2 separate regions of the Mus musculus genome follow, and region 2 is linked to region 1. The links are chromatin contacts, called in public promoter capture Hi-C maps. All regions are on one chromosome and are shown on one strand. The core of a region is the stretch at or near the end of the contact, and the rest is flanking DNA. Distances in the headings are between cores, read along the strand shown. Region 1 holds the start of Isyna1 (myo-inositol 1-phosphate synthase A1). Region 2 holds the start of Mpv17l2 (MPV17 mitochondrial membrane protein-like 2).

Region 1 (2,700 bases), core at 67-2,566:
AAGCGCTCCGTATTGGCGGTCCACAGCACGATGACCTTATCCAATCCCGCACTGGATCGGAAATCTCTAATGTCCTTTCGGATTTGCTCCAACTGGGAAAGGAAGGAGGAAGATTAGGTGGAGGTTGTCTTAAGTTGTCCGGAGGCTTGGGCCCCGGGGTATAGGAATTATTGCCAAAGGGAGAGACCATGTGGCCATGTAACAGGTGACAGTAAGGCCTGGGAGTGGGTCGAGGACCCCACCTGTTGGGCACGTGTGCCAGGGATGAGGTTGTCCGCACGTGCTGTCTGGTTGGCAGCGATGAACTCAGGAATGTAGACTGAGGGCCGCGGACGCAGGCTCTCCATGTGGGGCCACAGCTGTTCCTGCAGACCGCAGTCCAGGACCTGCGCGCGCCGCATGGCCTCGGCCAGGTTCAGCGACGAGATATCCCAGCCTGGGTTGCGGGGACCCTTAACACAGGACCCATCCCGTACCCTGGGCCCTCCCACACTTAACCCCATCCCGTCCCGAGGCTTTGCCCACCATCAAACACCAGGTCGTTGGGGGCCACCATGGGTAGCAGCGCACTGAAGGGCACAAACACCTCCCGGCCGTTCTCATCCAGACCCAAGTTCACGGTGCCCGCCTGGGTCAACGATCCATAATAGTTTGCCTCCTGGGAAGGGAGGGGGTGCGGCAAGCAGAGCAGGGTGTTGAGGGGCTGAGGGGTCCGGCTTGCTGAGACGCGCTAGTCCAACAAGCCACGCCCCTCCCCCAGTTCTGCTCGCCACACCCCCACCCCGTATTCTCCTAGTAGCCACGGCCCCCACCTTGCGACCTGTGCGCGTGGGCCAGGTTAGGCGCAGCCGATTGGCCAGAACAGCAGCAGTGAGCGTGGAGCCGTTGTTCCCGCCCCAGCCGACCAACATGACCCCGAGTCGGGGCACCTGCCGGGCGGTGCGGAAGGTGAAACGCGTAGCCCTGGGCTGCACCTAAGGAAGAGTTGGGAGTGAGTCGCGGGACCTCGGGTTCCCAGTGTCCTCCGCCGCCCGCGCCCCGCGCGCACCCGCAGCACGCCGCCCTCGCGGCTGACGCGCGTTGTCCGGTACTCGTAGCGCGCCTCGATGGTTTCGGGGCTGTAGACCACGTCCGGGCTATCCACGAGGATCTCGGCGGCGGGCTCCATCGTGGCGAGCTGTGGGCCAGAGCCAGTGAGCGCGGAATCACCACCCGAGAGCCAACCTTACGGCCTAGGATAGGTTCGTACTTACCGGCCCAGAGTTGGATCAGACTGCGGCAGCGGACAGCGTGGGCCCGAGGGCTCTGGGGCAGCGAAGAAAAACGCCGATGCCACGCCTCGACCACGCCCCTGATGGGCGTGACTTGCGACCAGGGTTCTGGGTGCTCTAAACCCAGGTAGCCGGAAGGAGTCTCAGGCGCGAGCGTCTTGCGCGTTACCTCGCTGCGCACCCTTGTACCACCAGGCAGCCAATGAGCGATGGCCACCGACAGGGAGGTGGGGCATGTCTGGTCGAGGGGCTTTTTGGGGGGGGGGGGGGTCTCAGAGCTGCTCGGCTGTCTGTCCCGCCCTCTCCCAGTCCTCCAGCTGCGATCACTGGCCTGATGGCCCTGCCCAGAGGAGGAGACAGAATGGGCAGGTCTACGCGGCCTCCCCCTGGGTAGGCACAGTGATAAGGAACATGGGAACTCGGCAGGCAGGCGGGGGAGGTGCCCCCAGAACTTTCCAAAACAAGTGGCCTCCTCCTAGCGGAAACTTTCCACAGCTGGAGCTGTGCCAAAAAGGTGGATTGTCCGAAATGTCTGCACGAAAATAAGAGGGGGCCCGCTCTGTGGGTGTCAAGACTTTATTTGCCGTTGCTAACACGAACCAGCCCAACTGAACTCATCCCGGTGAAGAGACTCAGGCAGGGTTCCCAGAGGAGGGGACTGTTGGGGATCGTTTTGATGTATGAAGGGGAGATTGTCATGGGAGAACTACAGGCGGAACCCGCTACACCCCCTAAAGTAAAGCTCCGGGGAGGGTCTCAGATGCAAGGGCTGAGGAGCACCATGGGGAAATGGGTTGTGCTTTAGATTGCTGCCCACTTTCTGTCCTCTTGTGGTGTGCCACAGTAGAAATGGCAGATTGTTTATCTCTTTTAGGTAATGAAACTGTCTGGTGGCCAATATCGGTCATCTCAGCATTTGGGAGGTTGAGGCAGAAAGACTGCACTGGGACATTCATTTTGCAAGGGGCTCGGGGCTGGGAGCAAGGCCGAGTCCCCAAAAGGGCCCTTCCCGGGAGGACATCCTTGACCAGGGTGGGGTTGGGGTCGCTGTAGCAGACTGCTCTGGTTGGGAGGTGCGTGGGGACAAGGGTTAGCCCTGGGCTCTGGGAAGGCGATGGAAGAGCATGGTCAAGCTGTTCCTAGGTAGTGAGTACACAGCGGCCCACAGGGTGCCTGACTCTCCTTCCACCCCCTCAGCTGCCTCAGAACTGTCAGAAGTCTGGCCAAGGCCTCAAGGGAGTCCTACTGACCCCAGCCCTCCCTCACAGGCTGCCTTTGACTTTTCCCTTTGAAAACAAACATGCTGCCTCTGACGCATGCCCAGCCTGTGCTTTCTGCTTGGAGCCAGGGGCTGATGGTGGCCATGCTCGGCCTCCATGGCCTCAGATGCTAGCTGGACTGACAGCTCTAAGAGACAGGTAATTCTCGC
Region 2 (2,700 bases), core at 137-2,636, 170 kb before region 1:
GACTAAAGGTGTGGGCAACCACTGCTCAGACACTTGCAACTTTTTAATTTGTCCAGAACTCTAGCACATAGGATGGTGCCACCCACATTCTGGGTCGGGGGAATCTTTTCACCTCAGCTAACAGTCTAGACCAGCTGCTCTCACCCTGTGAGTCCACACCCCTTGGGGGAGGTCAGACAACCCTTTCACAGCGGTCACATATCAGATATTTACAAATCATAACAGTAGCAAAATTACCTAACAACAAAACGTTATAGTCGGGGGTCAGCACAGCATGAGGAACTATATTAAAAGGTCATAGCATCAGGAAGGTTGAGAACCACTTTTCTAGACCAACCATCTCATATGCCCCCGGGGTTGTCTTCAAGGTGACTCTAGATCCTGTCTGATTGACAGAATTGACCTTCACACCTAAAGATGCCAAGGACCAGTTACCAATGAGTCCTCTGTCCAGGAAATGCAGAACCAATCCTGTCACTAGTTTAGTGAAGCCAGGATAGGCCAGGGGAGGAATGAAGACTGGAAGGATGGGATGTGTAGAGTCTATATAATGAGGATAGGCATTTTAGAATTGGGCTTTGAAGAATGAATAGGAGTTCCTTAGGCAGAACAGAAATTCATGGATAAACACGTAACTATAAAACCTATGATGGGGCAGAGACTTAAAGGGGGGTCGGGAGCATGTGTTTACTGTAGGAAATAAATAAGACTTTCCTGGAAAAGGCAGGTGAGATACTCGAAAACCTGGGCATCGGACAACAGTTTAGTGGCTTGTCTTGTGTATGGTTAAAGAATAAAGGAAGTAAGGATGTTTGTTTCCAGAGTGACACAAAGTTGCTGTGAAGAGATCAATACATGAATTTTGCATAATGAACTCCTATTCAGTCTTCGAAACGCAGAGGTGTGGCGCGGCGGTGGAGGCTGTAGCCTGGGCTGTATGAGCATAGGTCTCAAATAGCTGAGGTTAGACCGGTGTCTATGAACTTGCCTGAGCAGCTTCGCTGGCACAGGAGAGGTCACGCCAAGGTCAAGTCCAGCAGCTTTGCTAATGCCCCTCGCCCCGCCCATTCCCAGGAAGCTTTGTGGGCGAGGCGGCGAGGCGAGAGGCAGCCACCTACCATTGGTCAGCTCGGCTCAGGGGTGGGAGGCCCGCGAGACTCATGTGCGCTTGCCCATTGGTCCGCTGAGAGCAGAAAAGTGGGTAAAGCAAAATAGGACTTCCCGTGTTCGGCGTGAGCGGCCTGCCGCAACGCTTGAGGACGATTGGTCACTTCCTTTGAGAGGCGGAGCTTTGGGGTTTTGGATTGGTCCGTTCTGAATAGGGCGGTTCTTCGGCGGGGCATGTGATTGGCGCGGGCCCGGCGCTCGGCTGCCGCGGCTCCCTGGTGTCTGTAGCGGCGATGGCTCTGGGAGGCTGGCGCTGGGCTCGCAAGGCGTTGGCTGCGGGGCGCCCGCTGTTCCAGGGCCGCGCGCTGCTCCTCACCAACACACTGGGCTGCGGCGTGCTCATGGCCGCGGGCGATGGCGCGCGACAGGTCTGGGAAGTGCGCGCGCGGCCTGGACAGAGATTCAGCGCGCGGCGCTCAGGTGAGAGGGACCTGTGCGCGAACGAGAGGGACCCCCAGAGACCGAGCGGTCACCTGGACCGGGCACCCACCTTCCTGGGGCCTGTCAATCACTCTGGGACCTGGCACCCACTCTGATGGGTCCTGTCAGTCTCTCTGCACCTCGCCAGGAGGTTCTGCCATTGACTCTCCCTGTCCCGCAGCCAGCATGTTCGCCGTGGGCTGCAGCATGGGCCCCTTCCTACACTTCTGGTATCTGTGGTTGGACCGCCTCCTCCCCGCGTCGGGCCTACGAAGCCTCCCGAGTGTGATGAAGAAGGTGCTAGTGGATCAAACGGTGGCATCTCCCATTCTGGGCGTCTGGTACTTCCTGGGTAAGGAGCAGCAGGACTTTGAGAACTCAGAAGTTGTGATGGGCAGAGCCTGGTTTGTGCTTAGGGGAGTGCTGACGGGGCTTCTCTTCTATTTTTTCCCTCCCCCCCCCCAAGGTTTCTTTGTGTAGACCTTGCTGCCCTGGAGGAACTTGCTCTGAAGACCAGGCTGGTGTCAAACTCACATAGATCCACCTGCCTCTGCCTCCCGAGTACTGGGATTGCTTTGTTCTAGGAGGCATCATGTACTCTCGCTGCCTTGAGTTTGCTACCAACTGGTCAGTAGCCCAGTTTCCTGTCCCCATTTTGAGACAGAGACTCACATGTAGTCCCAACTGGCCTGAACATCTCTTTGTAGACCAGGCTGATTGTGCCTGCCTCGCCTCCCTGAGTGCTAGCATTAATGTGTGTCACCACTCCCAACTTTCTAAAATCCTAACCAAAAGGAGTCTGGGCCAGAAAGGGTTTTTCAGCCACAGTTGTGGGGAAACCAGGCAGGAACTATACACAGCTAGTCACATCTCAGCCAGAGAGAACTGCATGATTTCTTGCTTTGTTCAGACTATTTTACCACTCATGAGCAGTCCAGGACCCTGGGTCTTCCCACATCAACTAACTTAATTACATAAGCCTATACAAGCATCCCACAGGCCAATGCATGTAGACAGCCCCCGGAGACTATCCGATAACTCTAGGCTAAGTCAAATTGACAAAGGTACCTGTTAACACAGCGATGGGGCTCGTGATCTAGGCTCACGCATTTA

The links. Capture Hi-C pulls out chosen DNA fragments and counts their contacts.
Region 2: a contact with region 1 is called in a promoter capture Hi-C map of liver. The contact joins the promoter of Mpv17l2 here to the promoter of Isyna1 in region 1. A contact is called at or near these places in 13 of 39 promoter capture datasets (the C10 cell line, cranial neural crest, embryonic stem cells and 6 more), 1 of 15 datasets of contacts at CTCF or cohesin (embryonic stem cells), 16 of 484 Hi-C or Micro-C datasets (B cells, CD4 T cells, CD8 T cells and 6 more), 12 of 115 datasets of contacts at active chromatin or transcription factors (CD8 T cells, the SCID.adh cell line, embryonic stem cells and 3 more) and 4 of 9 other capture datasets (adipose tissue, embryonic stem cells, liver and 1 more).

The regions. Positions count from the first base shown.
Region 1 is chr8:70,593,097-70,595,796 of GRCm38.p6, reverse strand. It overlaps Isyna1 (myo-inositol 1-phosphate synthase A1), which reads right to left and starts at 1,316. Exons shown (of 11, transcript NM_023627.1): 1 at 1,254-1,316; 2 at 1,049-1,177; 3 at 813-974; 4 at 526-658; 5 at 243-436; 6 at 1-92. The coding sequence starts at 1,168.
Region 2 is chr8:70,759,607-70,762,306 of GRCm38.p6, reverse strand. It overlaps Mpv17l2 (MPV17 mitochondrial membrane protein-like 2), which reads left to right and starts at 1,386. Exons shown (of 5, transcript NM_183170.2): 1 at 1,386-1,587; 2 at 1,769-1,939. The coding sequence starts at 1,401. It overlaps 6330537M06Rik (a long non-coding RNA gene), which reads right to left and starts at 1,192. Exons shown (of 2, transcript XR_003947402.1): 1 at 1,119-1,192.